Linked DNA regions of Sus scrofa: region 2 is linked to region 1. The links are chromatin contacts, called in public Hi-C maps. All regions are on one chromosome and are shown on one strand. The core of a region is the stretch at or near the end of the contact, and the rest is flanking DNA. Distances in the headings are between cores, read along the strand shown.

Region 1 (7,713 bases), core at 3,206-5,705:
TCTACAATTATGACAAAGTATTGGCTGTATTCCCTGTGTTGTAGGATATATCTTGAACCCTATCCTATACGCGGTAGTGTGTATCTCCCCCTCCCCAACACCTCCTGACTCTTAGTGAGGAGGGGGAAGGGGAAGGGGTTGACTTTGTACGGGCAGCAGCGCCAGGCATGGAGTAAGAGTGTGGCAGCCACACAACACAGGGACATAGGGACACGTCAAGCCTCCACACGGTGACAGCGCCCTGTGATAGTGGAAAGTGCTGGATGCGCTGGACTTCATGGGAGGATCATGGCCACTGAAAAACTAGATATACACAACCTAAAGTGGAAAACATGTTTGCTTGGGCAGACTTTCTAAGGACTTCAAGCTCAGGAGGCAGCCTCTGAGAATAACACTGAGGGACCCTCCAAAGAGGCAGGGGGGAGTGGGGATCTGTCGGGGGTCCTGCAGCAAAGATCAGGTAGTCGGAAGGTGGAAAGATGGATATTGTTAAATAAAGAAGATCAGAGGGAGTACCTGTTGTGGCTCATCAGGTTAAGAACCCGACTAGCATCCTCGAGGAATGTGGGTTTGATCCCTGGCCTTGCTCAGTGGGTTAAGGACCCGAGGTTGCCACAAGCTGCAGTGTGGGCTGACACAGCTTGGATCTGGCGTTGCTGTGGCTGTGACGTAGGCGGGCAGCTGCAGCTCTGATTGGATCCCCTAGCGTGGAAACTGCCGTATGCTGCAGGCGTGGCTGTGAAAAGGAAAAGAAAGCGAGAGAGGGAGAAAGAAAGAAAGAACGAATGGAAGGAAGGAAAAAAAGAAGAAAAGAAAAGAGGGGAGGAAGGAAGAAAAAAGAAAGAAAACCAGTGATCTCAGGTTAATGAACTTAGCACTTTTCCATGTATGAGAAGATGCAAGAGTCTGGGCTCCCTGAAGTCATTCCTTGGACATGCACCTTAGCCACCTAGGGCCAATACATGTTCTTTCCCAACCTGAGTCTCCTCAGGGTTCACCATCCGGGGTGACTGTAGTGTCTTTGAGGGGGGGGGAGAAAAAAAATTGTTGAACTCAGTGAATTTTATTACATGTATAGTTGTACAACAATCATCACAACCCAATTTTATAGCATTTCCATCCCAAGCCCCCAGCCCCCAACGTGTCTCCTTTGGAAGCCATATGTTTTTCAAAGTCTGTGAGTCAGTATCTGTTCTGCAAAGAAGTTCAATTGTGTCCTTTTTTTAGATTCCACATATAAGTCATATAAGTGATAGCATGTGACATTGGTGTCTCACTGTGTGACTGACTTCACTTAGCGTGATAATTTCTAGGTCCATCCATGTTGCTGCAAATGCTGTTATTTCTTTCCTCTTCATGGCTGAGTAATATTCCATTGTGTATATGTACCACATCTTCTTTATCCACTCCTCTGTTGATGGACATTTAGGTTGCTTCCAAGTCTTGGCTATTGTATATAGTGCTGCAGTGGACATTGGAGTATGTGTTATCTTTTTGAGCCATGGTTTCCTCTGGAGAGATGCCCAGGAGTGGGATTGCTGGATCAAATGGTTGACTGCAGTGTCTTGATAGCTGCCACGTCCTTTATTGACTGATATGACAGTGTTGACTTTTCATTCAACACTTGGGGAAGGAAGGCTTCCTAGAGAAAGAGACGACTCAGCTGAGATCAGGAAGGAAAGGAAGAGCGGCCACAAGAGAATGTTGTAGATTCTTCCAGGGTCAGGGAATGGCACTTGCGTGCAAACTCCCTCCAAGAGGAGGGCAAACTCAAAGCTGAAGGACGGGATACTAACGTGGACTACAGCAGGGGCAGAGAATGGGGATTCGGTCCAAATAAGATAAGAGCAGGAAGCAGGACCCAGAACAGGCGGCTGAGGGCCCAGCTGAGAGTCTGCATTTTATTCCCAGGAGGCTCAAGCAAGGGAGAGAATTTGCTCTTTTGCAAGATGGTGCAGGCCGCCAAGTGGAAAGGGAGAGAAAGCGTGGGATTTTGTGGTTTTGGGTCTCACAGTGACCCACAGGAAGTGAAGCAGTGACAGCACAACCAGAAACAGGTCCACGGTTAATGGGGAATGACACTTTTTCTATCTTTATGAAAAATAATACAGTGTAGCATTACAAATACCAAAAGAGGGAGAAGGCTTGTGCCAGGGGCCAGGATCCCTGAAGTTCAAGTTCATTAGCCTTGTCCACACAAATAATCAATAATTAAGTGAATCAGGAATCAATCAGACAGCTTCTTGGTAGCTCTGAGAAATTGCTCCATAGAAGCATGGTTGTCAGCCTGGTCATATCTTTTTTTTTTTTTTTTTTTTTTTTTGTTTTTTTGCCTTTTTCTAGGGCCGCACCTGCGGCACATGGAGGTCCCCAGGCTAGGGATCTAATCGGAGCTGTAGCCACCGGCCTACACCACAGCCACAGCAACGTGGGATCCGAGCCGTGTCTGCAACTTACACCACAGCTCAGGGCAACACCGGATCCTTAACCCACAGAGCAAGGCCAGGGATCAAACCTGCAACCTCATGGTTCCTAGTTGGATTCGTTAACCACTGCGCCACAATGAGAACTCCCAGCATGGTCATATCTTATCAGAACAAAGAACATACATCTACCCTGACAGGGAGCAGTCCTTCAAGATTTCAAGAGAGACAGATTCGTATAAACAGAGCGAGCCGGCTGGACCCAAGTATCTGGAAAGGGAATCTTATCTTTAAGGGAGTGTTAACACGGACACGTAGGAGAGGAGGGACGCACCCTCATCTTCAAAGTAAACACTCTTTATCCTAGTGGTTGGAGATGTGCTGTGTGTGTGTGACAGGCCATGAGTCAGGCTGATCTGGTTCATGTAAATTCAGGCCAACCCATGCATCAGCCAGAGTGATTTCCCGGTCCCTCAAATCAGGATCATTTTCCCAACAGCCCGGGGGTAAAGCCACTTCTGACTACATCCCAACACACCCACATCACATACACCCCCCGACACACACACACCGTGCCTACACGTAAGACACACCCCCCCACACACACACTATTCACCATACATACACCCCCATCAAACACGCCACACACACACAGACACACACACCCATACAGCATGCCACACGTAACACACACACCACCCAGACACCACACGCACACCCTATTCACCACACATACCTGCATCCACATCACACCACACACTCATACACCACACACCACACACACACACACCATGCCACACACAAAACACACACACATACCATTTACCACATAGACACACACACACACACATCACGCAACATCTGTCACTGTGCACACACCATATACAGCACACTTGAAACAGGCCAGTACTGGCCTTACTGTACCATGTGCTCTGCTCTTTTCTCTTCTATTTCATTCCGTTTCTTTCTCTTTTATTTCCAAATGCTGCCTGAGACTCACTAAAGTGATTTCCTGACCCACTAATCGGTCCTGAACTAGAGTTTGGATAAACGAACTTGGAGGGAGGCAGAAGAAACCCAGGGGCCCCTGTGAGATGGGCTTTGAGCTGCTCTCGGCACTGACCCACCAGCAAAGATGGGGCCCCAGCCTGGGACGAAGCTGTGGCACAGGGCCACCTCGCCAGGGTGGCTGCCCCAGCCAAACATGGGGAGGAGCAGAGCCCTAGCCTGCCAGGATGGCCGGTGGGGAAGGTCTGTCACTGGGTTTGCAAGATTAATATGAACCTAAAAGTCACCTCACCAGTTTGTGGTTTTATTTATTATTATTATTATTATTATTATTATCATTATTATTATTATTATTGCTTTCTAGGGCCTCACCCGTGGCATATAGAGGTTCCCAGGCTAGGGGTTGAATGGGAGCCACAGCTACCAGCTCATAGCAATGCCAGATCTCCAACCCACTGAGCAAGCCCAGGGATCGAACCCACATCCTCATGGATACTAGATGGATTCGTTTAACTGCTGAGCCACAACGGGAACTCCACCAGTTGATGTTTTTAATCACCCCCACACACTCGCAGCAGCCTGGGAGTTTCCTTTGTCTTGCTCAAATCAGTGTTTTCCATCCTGCAGCACCGGACATATTACTGGGTCATGAAATCACTTTAGTGAATCTCAGACAGCAGTAAAGAAAAAGCAGGAATGGAATGGAATGGAATGGAATGGAATGGAATGGAATGGAATAGAGTGTATGCATTGTAAGGATCAGTACTGACTAGTTTGGGGTGTGTACTATGTCATAAATGTTCTTCAAACCAGCTATTCAACAAGTGAAACTATACATACAAGACAGAGAGACTCAATCGTGTCTTGTGCTTCAGACATAAATGCACAGAATTGAGCAACACCGGAAACTACAGCCCGACCAGAAAAGAGAATGTTACCCACAGCCCGTAGCTGAATCTGCCAGATAATGACTCAGGGAGAACAGGGTAGCGTGTTCCCTCTGTCATTTTTATTTGCTTAGTGAATATTTATCCAGCGGACCTTTCCGCCTGTTTCCAACTGGCCTGAGTAGAACCAGGCTTATAGTAATGGGATGACTCACCCGCCTAAGAATCGATTCGAGAGACTGCAGGCCAAGATCAGTCTTGGCTCTTTTTCTTTTCTTTTTTTTTTTTTTTTTTTTTTTTTTTTTGAGCTGCCTGTGAGAGGCTGGCCAATGCGTGTGGAAAATTGCTTCTGGAATTTCCCTCAAAGCTGCAACTCAGTCCTTAGGCAGCATTAGGAATTTTCTTTCTTCTTTTCTTTCTTTTTTTTTTTTTTTTGGCCTTTTAGGGCTGCACCCTAAGGTTCCCAGGCCAGGGGTTGAATCGGAGCTAGAGACACCTGCCTATACCACAGCCACAGCCACAGCCACAGCATATCTGAGCTGCACCTGCGACCTGCACTGCAGCTCATGGCAAAGCCGGTTCCTTAACCCACCGAGTGAGACCAGGGATCAAACCTGTGTCCTCATGGATGCTAGCCAGATTCATTTCTGCTGAGCCATGACGGGAACTCCTTGTTTTCTTTCTTTTTTTTTTTTCAGCCTGGGAGTTTTCTGAGTAATGGCAACATTCCTGGATAGGCAGCATTAGTTGCCTTTGCTTCCTCCAAAAACAAGAAAAAAAGACTTGAAACTAATACAACATTGTAAATTAATTACACTTCAATTTTTAAAATAGTAAAAAAAAAAGAGAGAGAGAGAGAGGAAAGAAAAAAGAAAAATATTTTCTCAACAAAAATCTCTGATGAGGAGTCAATTTGATCATTTTTTCAATTTCTGATTTTTATAAAGTTAAGTCTTCTTAAGTGTATTTTTAATGAACTGCCTTTGGGAGAAGTAATTAAAAATGTAAAAACGCTGCTGTCCTAGGAAAATCTGGCTGTGTCGCCAAATACATGAATATATATGTATACACACACGTTACGTGGACACACGGACCCCCTTCTTGCTGTCTGCATCCCCCGTTTCTCTTTTTTTTTCCATTTCTTCATTGTAGCTGATTTACAATGTTTTGCCAATTCCTGCTACACAGCGAAGTGACCTAGTTATACGTATGTGTATTCTTTCCCTCACCTTATCCTCTACCCTGTTCCATCATAAGTGATTGGATATATAGTTCCGTGTGCTATAGAGCAGGATCTCATTGCTTATCCACTCCAAATGCAATAGTTTGCATCTACTAATCCCCAACTCCCAGTCCATCCCACTCCCTCCCCCTCCCCTTTGGCAACCACAAGTCTCATCTCCAAGTCCGTGAGTTTATTTTCTGTAGATTGGTTCATTTGCACCACATATTAGATTCCACATGTAGGTGATGTCATGTAGTATTTGTCTTTCTCTTTCTGACTCACTTCAGTTAGTATGAGAATATCTAGTTCCATCCGTGTTGCTGCGAATGGCATCACTTTGTTCTTTTTATGGCTGAGTAGTATCCCACTGTGTGTGTATACATCTTCTTAATCCATTCATCTATCTATGGATATTTCCATGTCTTGGCTATTATGAGGAATACGGGTGCATGTATCTTTTTCAACGAAAGGTTTGTCTGGATATATGCCCAGGAGTGGGATTGCTGGGTCATATAGTAGGTAGTTCTATGTTTAGTTTTCTGAGGTACCTCCATGCTGTTTTCCATAGTGGCTGTACCAATTTACATTCCCACCAACAGTGAAGGAGGGTTCCCTTTTCTCCACACCCCCTCCAGCATTTGTTATTTGTAGACTTATTAATGATGGCCAGTCTCACCGGTGTGAGGTGGTACCTCATTGCATCTCACATTTCTCAACTCACCTCCCTCTGGCTTACACCCCTCACCCACAGTCCATGGACACAGCAGTAGTCAGACCCCCATCAATCTCCAGGCTCTCAAATGCAACGAACACATTTCAGTTCTTTGCTTGGCTTCTCAGCAGCATCCAATACAATTGACTCACCTCTTCTAAAAATACCCTCTTCTCTCAGCTCCCACTTGACACCACACATTTCCAGGAAGTCTCCTGCTTCTCTGGATACTTTTCAGTTTCCTTTGCCAGCTCTGTGGCCTCCTTTAAACCTCAGTGCTCAGGCCCTGTCCTCTATTTATTCCATACTCTCTCAGCTCCAAGCCTTCGAGGGGAGGTGGCACCAGGGGACACATGAGGACAGTTTGGGGTTGTCACAGTGATCAGTGGAGGCTGTACTACCTGCATTGAGTGGGTGGGGGCCAGAGAGGCCACAGGACAACATCACCAAAGAACTGTCCTCTCCCAAACCCACATGTTTCACACTGTTGACTGAAAAAAAAAATACGCAACATAAGAGCGGAAGCTATGTTTTATTCAGTGGGCTGTCTGAGGACTTCAAGCCCAAAGACAGGACTCTCAGCTCACTGAGACCCCACTCCAAAGAGGTAAGGGAGGAACCAGGATATATAGGACTGTGTTAACAAAAACCAGGTAGTCAGAACATCAAATGATTACTGTAAATTAAAAGAAAACCAGAAAGTTCCCATTGTGGCTCAGCAGTAACGAACCTGACTCCTATCCATGAGGATGTGTGTTCAATCCCTGGCCTCAGTCAGTCAGTTAAGAATCTGGCATTGCTGTGAGCTGTGGTGTAGGTTGCAGGCGAGGCTTGGATCTGGTGTTGCCATGAGCTGTGCTGTAGGCTGGCAGCTGCAGCTCCAGTTCAGCTCCTTGCCTGGGAACTTTTGTATGCCACAGGCGTGGCCCTACAAAGGCAAAATAAAGAAAGAGAAAGAAGAAGGAATGGAGGGACAAGGAAGGGAAGAAAGAAGGAAGGAAGGAAGGAAGGAAGGAAGGAAGGAAGGAAGGAAGGAAGGAAAGAAAGAAAGAAAGAAAGAAAGAAAGAAAGAAAGAAAGAAAGAAAGAAAGAAAGAAGGAAGGAAGGAAGGAAGGAAGGAAGGAAGGAAGGAAGGAAGGAAGGAAAGAAGGAAGGAAGGAAAGAAAGTGAGGGAGGGAGAGAGAGAAAGAGAGAAAGAAAGAAAGAAAGAAAGAAAGAAAGAAAGAAAGAAGGAAGGAAGGAAGGAAGGAAAGAAAGAAAGGAAGGAAGAAAGAAAGAAAGAAAGACAGACAGACAGACAGAAAGAAAGAAAGAAAGAAAGAAAGAAAGAAAGAAAGAAGGAAGGAAGGAAGGAAGGAAGGAAAGAGAGGGAGGGAGAGAGAGAAAGAAAAAGAACGAATGAACGAAAGAAAGAAAGAAAGAAAGAAAGAAGGAAGGAAGGAAGGAAAGAAAGAAAGG
Region 2 (7,713 bases), core at 1,587-4,086, 720 kb after region 1:
CTCAACACAGGCTCTCTGCAGGCCCCTGCCTCCTAATACTCTGAGTCCAGACTTCTAGACACCCCTGCAAGCCTCCCCCTTCCCTGAGCCACACTGATCTCCTCGATGTCCAGCAAGGGGGCCTTTCTGCTCCAGGGCTGGGCCCTGAGGATAGGAGGACTTTTTTGCAGACCAGCTCTCCTGAAGGAACCATCCATATTCTGGTGCCCCCGGGGCAGGGTCTCTCTGGCAGGCAGGTGGGCAGCATCATCTGGATCCAGGTTGCCTGTGACCATGAGAGCCTGAGGCTGTGGCTCATTCAGATCCAGGGCTGGCCTGACGCAGGGAGAGAGACCTTTCTGGGCTGGGCTCTCCAGGGTTGCTTGAGAGACTGGGGCCAGGCTTCCCAGGTTGACTTCATGTAGTCCCCCTTGATCTCTGATGGCAGAGGAGAAAGCAGTGCTCCCATAGGACATTTGTGTTCAAGGGGGCATTTTTTTCTTCTTTGCTCTTTGAACAACTTAAGCATGACCTAAGTCTATGAAAGTACCTGGTCTTACCTGGTTGAGTAGCACTGAATTTAGTTGAGGAAAAAAAAAAAATCCCATCAGAAAATGGACAAATTGGCCATTTGCATTGTCTTTTTGACCCGGTGCCCCAAACTTCTGTCTCTCTAGGGGTTGCCTGGTGCAAGCATAAAGCCACTGACCGAGCAGGGACATTCTCGGATCCAAAGGGGCTGGAGAGCAAAGAGGCATGAATGAAGTGCTTCCGGTTTTATTTGAAAGGAGGCTTTGGAATCTAGTTGACAGTTTGCCAGTGCTCAGTATGAGCAGAAAAAGACTTCTCTATCTCTCCTCCGTTTTTTTCCCCCTAGTTGGTTGGGCTTTTCTGATTCACAAGAAGAATATTTGTTTTGTGTCTGTAAGGATTTTAAGAATTTCCGTGGGGAACAGCAAGTAGGTTTTCATTTTATTTCAGTTCATTGTATTCTCCCTTCTCTTTGGGGCTGGAGATGAGCTTCACAGCAGACATGGGCACTGTGACAGGGACACGTGCCTGCTTGACGGTGGCATTTCAGACTCGAGGGTCATGTGAGGTTAACGTTGGGTCTGCCTACTCCAGATGCACTTGCCTTATAAATTTAGAACCTTCTAGGCTGGAAAGTGAGGCGATGAAAACAGACAAGGCTGGCTCTCCTTCCTTGGCTTTTAGCATTAGGACTTTAATTCAGGCAGAAGCAGAACTGGTAGCAGAAACTGGTGATGTGCTGAAGCCCTCAGATGCTGTGGTCTGAGCTATCTTAAGAGGTTTTTTTTTTTTTTTTCTTTGCCCCTCCCTTTTTTTGGGGGTGTGTGTGTGCTGCACCTGCAGCATATGGAAGTTCCCTGGCTAGGGGTCAAACGGGAGCTGTAGCCGTCACAGCCACAGCAACACAGGATCCGAGCCACATCTACGACCTGCACCATAGCTCACCGTAATGCTGGATCCTTAACCCATTGAGCGAGGCCAGGGATCAAACCCACATCCTCATGGATACTAGCTGGATTCCTAACCTGATGAGCCACAACAGGAATTCCCCTAAGAGGTATTTGGTAAACAAATACTCCCTTCTCTCTGTACCGAGGGGTGCGGCAGTGCCCTCCGGGGCTTCTCCAGGATGCCGGGAATGGCACAGGTCAGCTGCCAAGACTCACCCTGCAGTGCCCCGAGCCATGTTTTATAGGGGCCACTTTGTATGGTGTCAGTACAGTGTGGATATTTACCGCACTTGGAAAGCAGCCGTTTATTTGAGCTAGAGGAAAGGAACATTCTAGATCTCCTGTCTCCTCACCCTGCTTATTGTTAGATGCAGGATATGTTTGTAGGTCATCAGGCTCAGCTAAGCTATGTAACCTGCTCTCTTTCGCAGCCAAAATCTATTCCTGAGAAACATGGAAAACGCATTCCAGATGAAGGCGAGAAAACCTCTAACAGCTCTTTACCTGGGGAGCATTAAAACCCAGAGGCCAACAGTTGCAAAGTCTTATCTCTGGGTTGTGAGCTCTCAGTCAAGTTCATTCAGGGAGTCCCTATCCTGGGCCAGACCACCCTCCCACGTGGTAAGGAGGGGGCCTGCCTTTGTGGCTTTCACAGCCTAATTGTAGATCTAACTTTAAGGCATTTGAACAGCACCCAATGCTTGTAAAAATTCATCTCCACTTCCAAATAATTATTTCAGTGACATGCAGATTCAATCACTTCGTCCACTAAAAGGAACCTTCTTTCATCTGAACTTTGGGAACCAGATAACACCCACATAGTACATTTTTTTTTTCAACACTATGTGTGGTTGTCATATTTCAGGGTAAAGCTGCCCCTCCTGGATGTCAGGGTGTTTTGTGAGTTGTTTTTAATAGGATTTTGTTCTACTTTCTATACCAGCCTATCTTGTTAAAATCATCTGAGGAGGGTGAATATTTTAGGATTCAAAGCCCACCAAATAAACCTGCTCAGAAGTGGGCTTATGTGGTCAGCCTTGAGAAAAATAAATGAGTGTTTCTCAGATATCTGCTGAGAATTACCCAGTAACCAGGGTTTCTTTTTATGCAGTGGAAAGAATGCATATTTTTCTTCCAGAAACTCTGGTTTGTACTTTTTTTCATTTAAAAGAATAACATGCCTGTGAGGTTGTGTTTCTAAAACTTTCTTCCTTTGCATTTTTCCTCTCCTACTCAAACCCCTTATTTCCTCCTGCTTCTCTAAACAGAATGGGGGCCTGGGGCCAAGAGGGTGATGCAGGAATCAGAGAAAGGGGGTGGCGGCTTTGCAGTGCCTGGTTAAGAGCGGGGAGCTGCCGTTCTACCCACGCTCACCGCTAGGGGGCGATGTCCCTGCTGGAAACTTGCCGGTTCCAAGGGCCGATCCCAGGGCGCTGGCTCCACCTACTGCAGCTCTGGGGCATTGCTCTTGTGTAAATCAAGGACTTGGGGAATCTGAGAAAGAAGGCAGGAGGGGAAAGAAAGTTAGCGATGGACGCGGAACTCGAACACACCTCTCCTGGGATACATGGTGACACTTTGCCTTTCTCTGCTGCTGAGCTTGGAGCCCCCAGTGGTCCTTAGCCTTCCTGTCTTTTCTGCATCTGCTTTGGTGAAGGCCCCAGAGATTTGGGGGCCTCCGCCGTGAGGTGGAGGTGTCCTGCTACTGCTGGGCCCACCCAGGGTGAGTTCACTGGAGGAGGCGCCCCCTCCCCAACAAGGGTTCTAGAAGTCAGGTCCCCTCTGCTTGGTTTGGATAAGAGAGTCTACCTGGAGACTGTCACCTGTGGAATTTCAGATGTAAAGGAACTGTTCGGGGGATGCAGATCATTGCATGGGGTGTGTGTGTGGGCGGGGGTGGGGGGGTGGTGGCCGTGAGTGGATATTTGGATTGACCATGAAAGCAGATAGATCTGACCCTCCCGGAGTTCACACTCATGACACGCTACATAATTTGCGGGCTGAGTGCAAAGTGAAAATGTGAGTCCCGTGTTCAAAATTATGAAGACTTTCGAGGTGATGACGGCAGAGGATTAGACCAGGAACCGGCCCTCGTAAGCACTGGGTCCCGCGTGTGACTGCGCAGGTCAGATGCCCGTGAACCCCGCCTTGGTCACATTGTGTTTTTAGTTGGTGTTCTAGGCAGATGGGGCTTCATCTTTTGCTTCTTCCTTTGTAAAGTCTCCCTGGCAGGGTGCAGAGAGGTGGGCCGATGAATTTTTCAAAATGTGTGCTTGTTAAAGCGCCAACGGTCTGGACCCGTCAGAGGGTAGGGGGCCCAAACCCCTCGTTGACAGATGCGTGGCCAGGGCGTGCTGCAGAGGGGCCCGCGGGCCTTGACCGTTTCACCCAATGACTTGAAATCAAACCCTTCCTTTTGGTCATTAGTCATCCACTGGGGGCTTTTCTTCTCTGAGCTGCTAGGACAGGGAGGCTTTTCCCCGTAATTTACTAGGTAATGGAGCGCGGGTGGAGCGGTGCTCAGTGCTCCTTCCCCGGGAGCCGGGTTGGACGCCGTTTCTCCATCTCCGATCCCTCGAAAGGGGACCGCCGGCTGCCTCCCTGCCGCTGCCTTGGCGCCCAGGTGGCAGGAGGGCTCCTGCTTCTGGGAGGCAGAGGCTTCCCAGCTGGGTTCTCCCCGTAGGATATCCGTGGCTTTGGAGCAGGGGGATGTGAGGAGAGAGGAAAGATCCCACTACCACGGGCCGTGGGGCGTGGCGGGGGTGGGGTGGGGTGGGGCAGCTGACCTTGGAGTTGCCCCTCCTGCCGTGCACTTGCAGTTGCTTTCTTTCGGTAGCATTTCCTAGACCTTGGCTGGACCCTCCCAAACCTTTGCAATTCTGCTCGGTCTTTGCTAGTCAATTTCACGTCTATGCACACAGAGCAATAATCCCATCTATGTTTCTAGATTCAGTCTGGGATTATAAAGTTTACGAGGTAAAAACATTCAGGCAGTGGAACAGAAATGTCAAATTCATCTCCTGTGGATTTGACAGTGTCACTTTGACTGAGATGGCAAACCCTAGCCTTGTTTCTACGGGTAAGGCAATCACGCAAACTACTGAACTTTCAGAAAGCATTTTCTAGAGGCGTTGAATTAATATTGTGTCAGTGTTTGTTTTCCTGAATGAATCTTTTGACTTACGTTTTACAAATCAACGCCCTTCAGATATCATCTGCTAAGGAGTCACAATATGGAAAGTAGATATTCTAGCAAGATCTTTGGTAATAGTACTTATTTTAACACATGCATTTAGGACATACATTGCCAAGAGCCCAAGTGTCTTTGAACCATAAAACCAACCTCAAATCTTGTCTGCTGAAGCCCAGCAAGGTCTGTACCCTTCTGCTCCCCTTCTTCAGAGCCTACCTGGATGGAGAAGTTGGCGGCCACATCATTCATGTCCTATTGCCTTAGCTAAATCAGCTTTCTTATCCTCACAGAAGTAGGCGGTCAACATAATGTGTAAATACATGTATACAGATGAGAATCTGCGGCGAAAACATCCTATGTATGATAATCAGTTCTCAGCTTCTGGTTTTCTGCATTTTCTACAGTTTCCAGCTAAGAATAGTGCAGAATTCCACTACATAAAGTGAAAAAGTTATGCTCTGTAGATGGTTTGTCCAGAAATCCCTGCTGTATGTTTATGGGAATGTCCATGACTCAATGTACATATGGTGTGTAAGAGGTTATGATGTTAAATGTTGCATAAACTAACAGATTCTGTAGTTATAAATATTTAACTTGTTATTGTAAACTGTGACGTCATTGAGAGATTATTTTTCTGTATGTATATGAGAGTATTTTAGGAATCTAATTTAAGTGCATAAAACTATAGAAAAGAAAATTTAAAAACCTATGCCAGGAGTAGGAAAATACTTAATCAGATTACTTGGGTTTGACCCAACTAAATTTCTTATATGAAAAAGAAAATCTGAGTGGCATATGTTAGGAAATCAAAGAAGTCATTTTGGGGGGGCATAGAATGTGATACATTTAAATGAAATGGGTGGTGTGGTGATAAAATGATAAGTATCCTCTAGCCATGACCTTGAAGGAGACCCCGGTGTTTCATTAAACAGGTTACATATTCAGGAGGGTGGTAAGTTCAGGAAAGACTGGAGGATTGAGAGCCTGTTTCCCATCAGATCCATATGATGTGCCCAGAAGCTTCTGTGGGTTCTGGCGGGTCAGTCAGGACTCTGGGGTGGACCCAACCATCCTTCTAGAGAGTTCCGAACATGGGAGGGAGGCCACCCCTTGACCTCCCGGTCACCCTTAGCAGTTCTCTTTCTGGGTAGATTCAGAACATCTCTTTGGTGTTTGCATTCTCCATGAAATTTCCTGGGGGACCCTCACTGCCTTTGCCTGGGGCATGGCTGGGTGGCTCGAAGGAGGGATTTCAGGGCTTTCTGGGCTTAGCTGTTTCTGGCATGTAGAGTAGGCAGCACAGAGCAGCCTCCTAGCTGCCTGTGTCCCTGGGGCAAGAGACCTTCCTCCTGTCCCCCTTCCCAGAAAGGGTCAGAGGTTCAGGCTGCATCTAGGGCATGGCTTTCTATCCTTTGGCACCAGAAATGTCCCCACCGGCCACCTAGGGAGGGATGGAATGCAAAATCCCGTGAACCTCAAGGTCTGAGGCCCCCCCCCTCCCCCCCTTCCCCCCCCCCCCCCCCCCCCGCGCCAAGAGCTGCATTCAGAAGGCATTTTGGGAGCTGGCAACCCCGCGACTCCAGCCTCCGCTAACAGGCTGGGAGTGATGCATCAGTGACTAGAGCCGGTTCCTGGTGAACTGGGCATGTTGACTGTGGATCATGGTTGTGAAAGTTGAGGGCTGCAGCTTGAAAGGACACATGGGGAGTGTGTGCTGTAGGTTTCCACCTTTTCCCTCGACAAGCTATATGCTTCCTCCTGAGTCAGCCAACAGTCAAGGTCCCTTTTTGATACGCCTGAAATTGGCAAAATGCTAGAGTCCAAGTGACTTCCTGGATGTCAGGGGGAGTGGGGAGCTGTGATTTCTGGAAACTTCCTGGAATCTATTGTCATACAAGGAATCAGCAAATCACCTTGAGGAACTGTCTGTGTGGATGCAACTGACTTTATTCCCAAACACGGGGACATTTAGAGATCTCCTTGTTCACCGTGCCCTGGGAAGCCTCCTTGAGCCAGCCAGCTGACGTGGACAGCTCTGGTCCACCCACCCAGAACAGGTCATGACCCGTCCTCCTTAGCGCCATACTCACTTTTGCGGCTGGTGTGGCCGTAGGGCTGTAAGTGGGAATGATTCAGCCGGTCAACTGCCTCCTGGATCCTGGTTATTCCAAGAAAGTCTGGGGTCAAGAAAAGCCAGGGAATATGGGGTCCTGCCCCAGCAGTGCTTGCAAGCTATGCCAGTCAGCCTTTGCCTGTTTGGGAAAGAATGTATCAATCCTGACATGAGTCCCTTGTGTTTCCAGTGACAACTGGGTCACCGTGCTGGTGGCACATGGCTGCCCTCACAGCCCTGCCCAAGGGTAGGACTAAGCTACCCTCGATGAATGTTCTGTTGACTGTAATATACTTCGGTTGCCAAATAACAGTACTGTTTAATTTCCCATAAGAGGGAAACTATATTGTTTGATGTGTAATGTCAATGGAGTTTCTAAAAATTACTAGACACTATTATCAATTGTAGAATTATGTATTTGTCTAAGGTTTGATGAAGCAGGGCCAAAACATTAGGTTTCTTCTTTGTTTCAAGGAAGCTGAGGTTAGTTTTGCTGTTTGAGCGTTCCTTTGGCACCTTATTATGTATGACATGTTAAATTTTACCAATCAAGATTATAACTGAGGTTTTTTTTTTTTTAAATTTAAACCAGTAGCAACATCAGTACAGATTGCTATTCCTGTGTATCTTGACTCTAAAAAGAACAATCTCTTCCAAACAATTCTTTGGTCATTTGGACCTGTACGGTTTAAATTCACATAGTTCATGAATAAAAGGAGAAAAACCAACCCTGCTACAGTGGATTGATTTGGGTTCCTTCTGCCCCACTTGCTTTTTTGGTTTGTTTGTTTTTTTCCTCTTTTTAGGGCAACACCTGCAAGATAGGGAAGTTTCCATGCTAGGAGTCAAATCAGAGCTGTAGCTGCAGGCTTACGCCACAGACACAGCAACACCAGATCCAGATCTGAGCCGCATCTGTGACCTATGCCGAAGCTTACTGTAACACC

What was found. A called contact is a pair of places that touch in the nucleus more often than the background predicts.
Region 2: a Hi-C map of embryonic fibroblasts shows a contact between it and region 1, with 2.9 times the contacts expected there. The contact joins two enhancer-like sites. A contact is called at or near these places in 2 of 47 Hi-C or Micro-C datasets (embryonic fibroblasts and subcutaneous adipose tissue).

What each region holds. Positions count from the first base shown.
Region 1 is chr13:196,772,781-196,780,493 of Sscrofa11.1, forward strand. The region is part of intron 1 of IFNAR2 (interferon alpha and beta receptor subunit 2); the gene reads left to right. All of the region lies in intron 4 of LOC110256370 (40S ribosomal protein S2-like), which reads right to left. Among named protein-coding and RNA genes, the nearest start is that of IFNAR2, 11 kb to the left of the region's middle. Within about 2 kb of position 4,456, at least 33 of the 83 cell types and tissues checked have an H3K27ac peak or open chromatin away from gene starts, as enhancers often do. A contact at or near this core is called in embryonic fibroblasts, where this site is marked.
Region 2 is chr13:197,491,250-197,498,962 of Sscrofa11.1, forward strand. It overlaps ITSN1 (intersectin-1), which reads left to right. Exons shown (of 42, transcript XM_021070946.1): 42 at 1-1,288. Among named protein-coding and RNA genes, the nearest start is that of ATP5O, 24 kb to the right of the region's middle. Within about 2 kb of position 2,837, at least 5 of the 83 cell types and tissues checked have an H3K27ac peak or open chromatin away from gene starts, as enhancers often do. A contact at or near this core is called in embryonic fibroblasts, where this site is marked.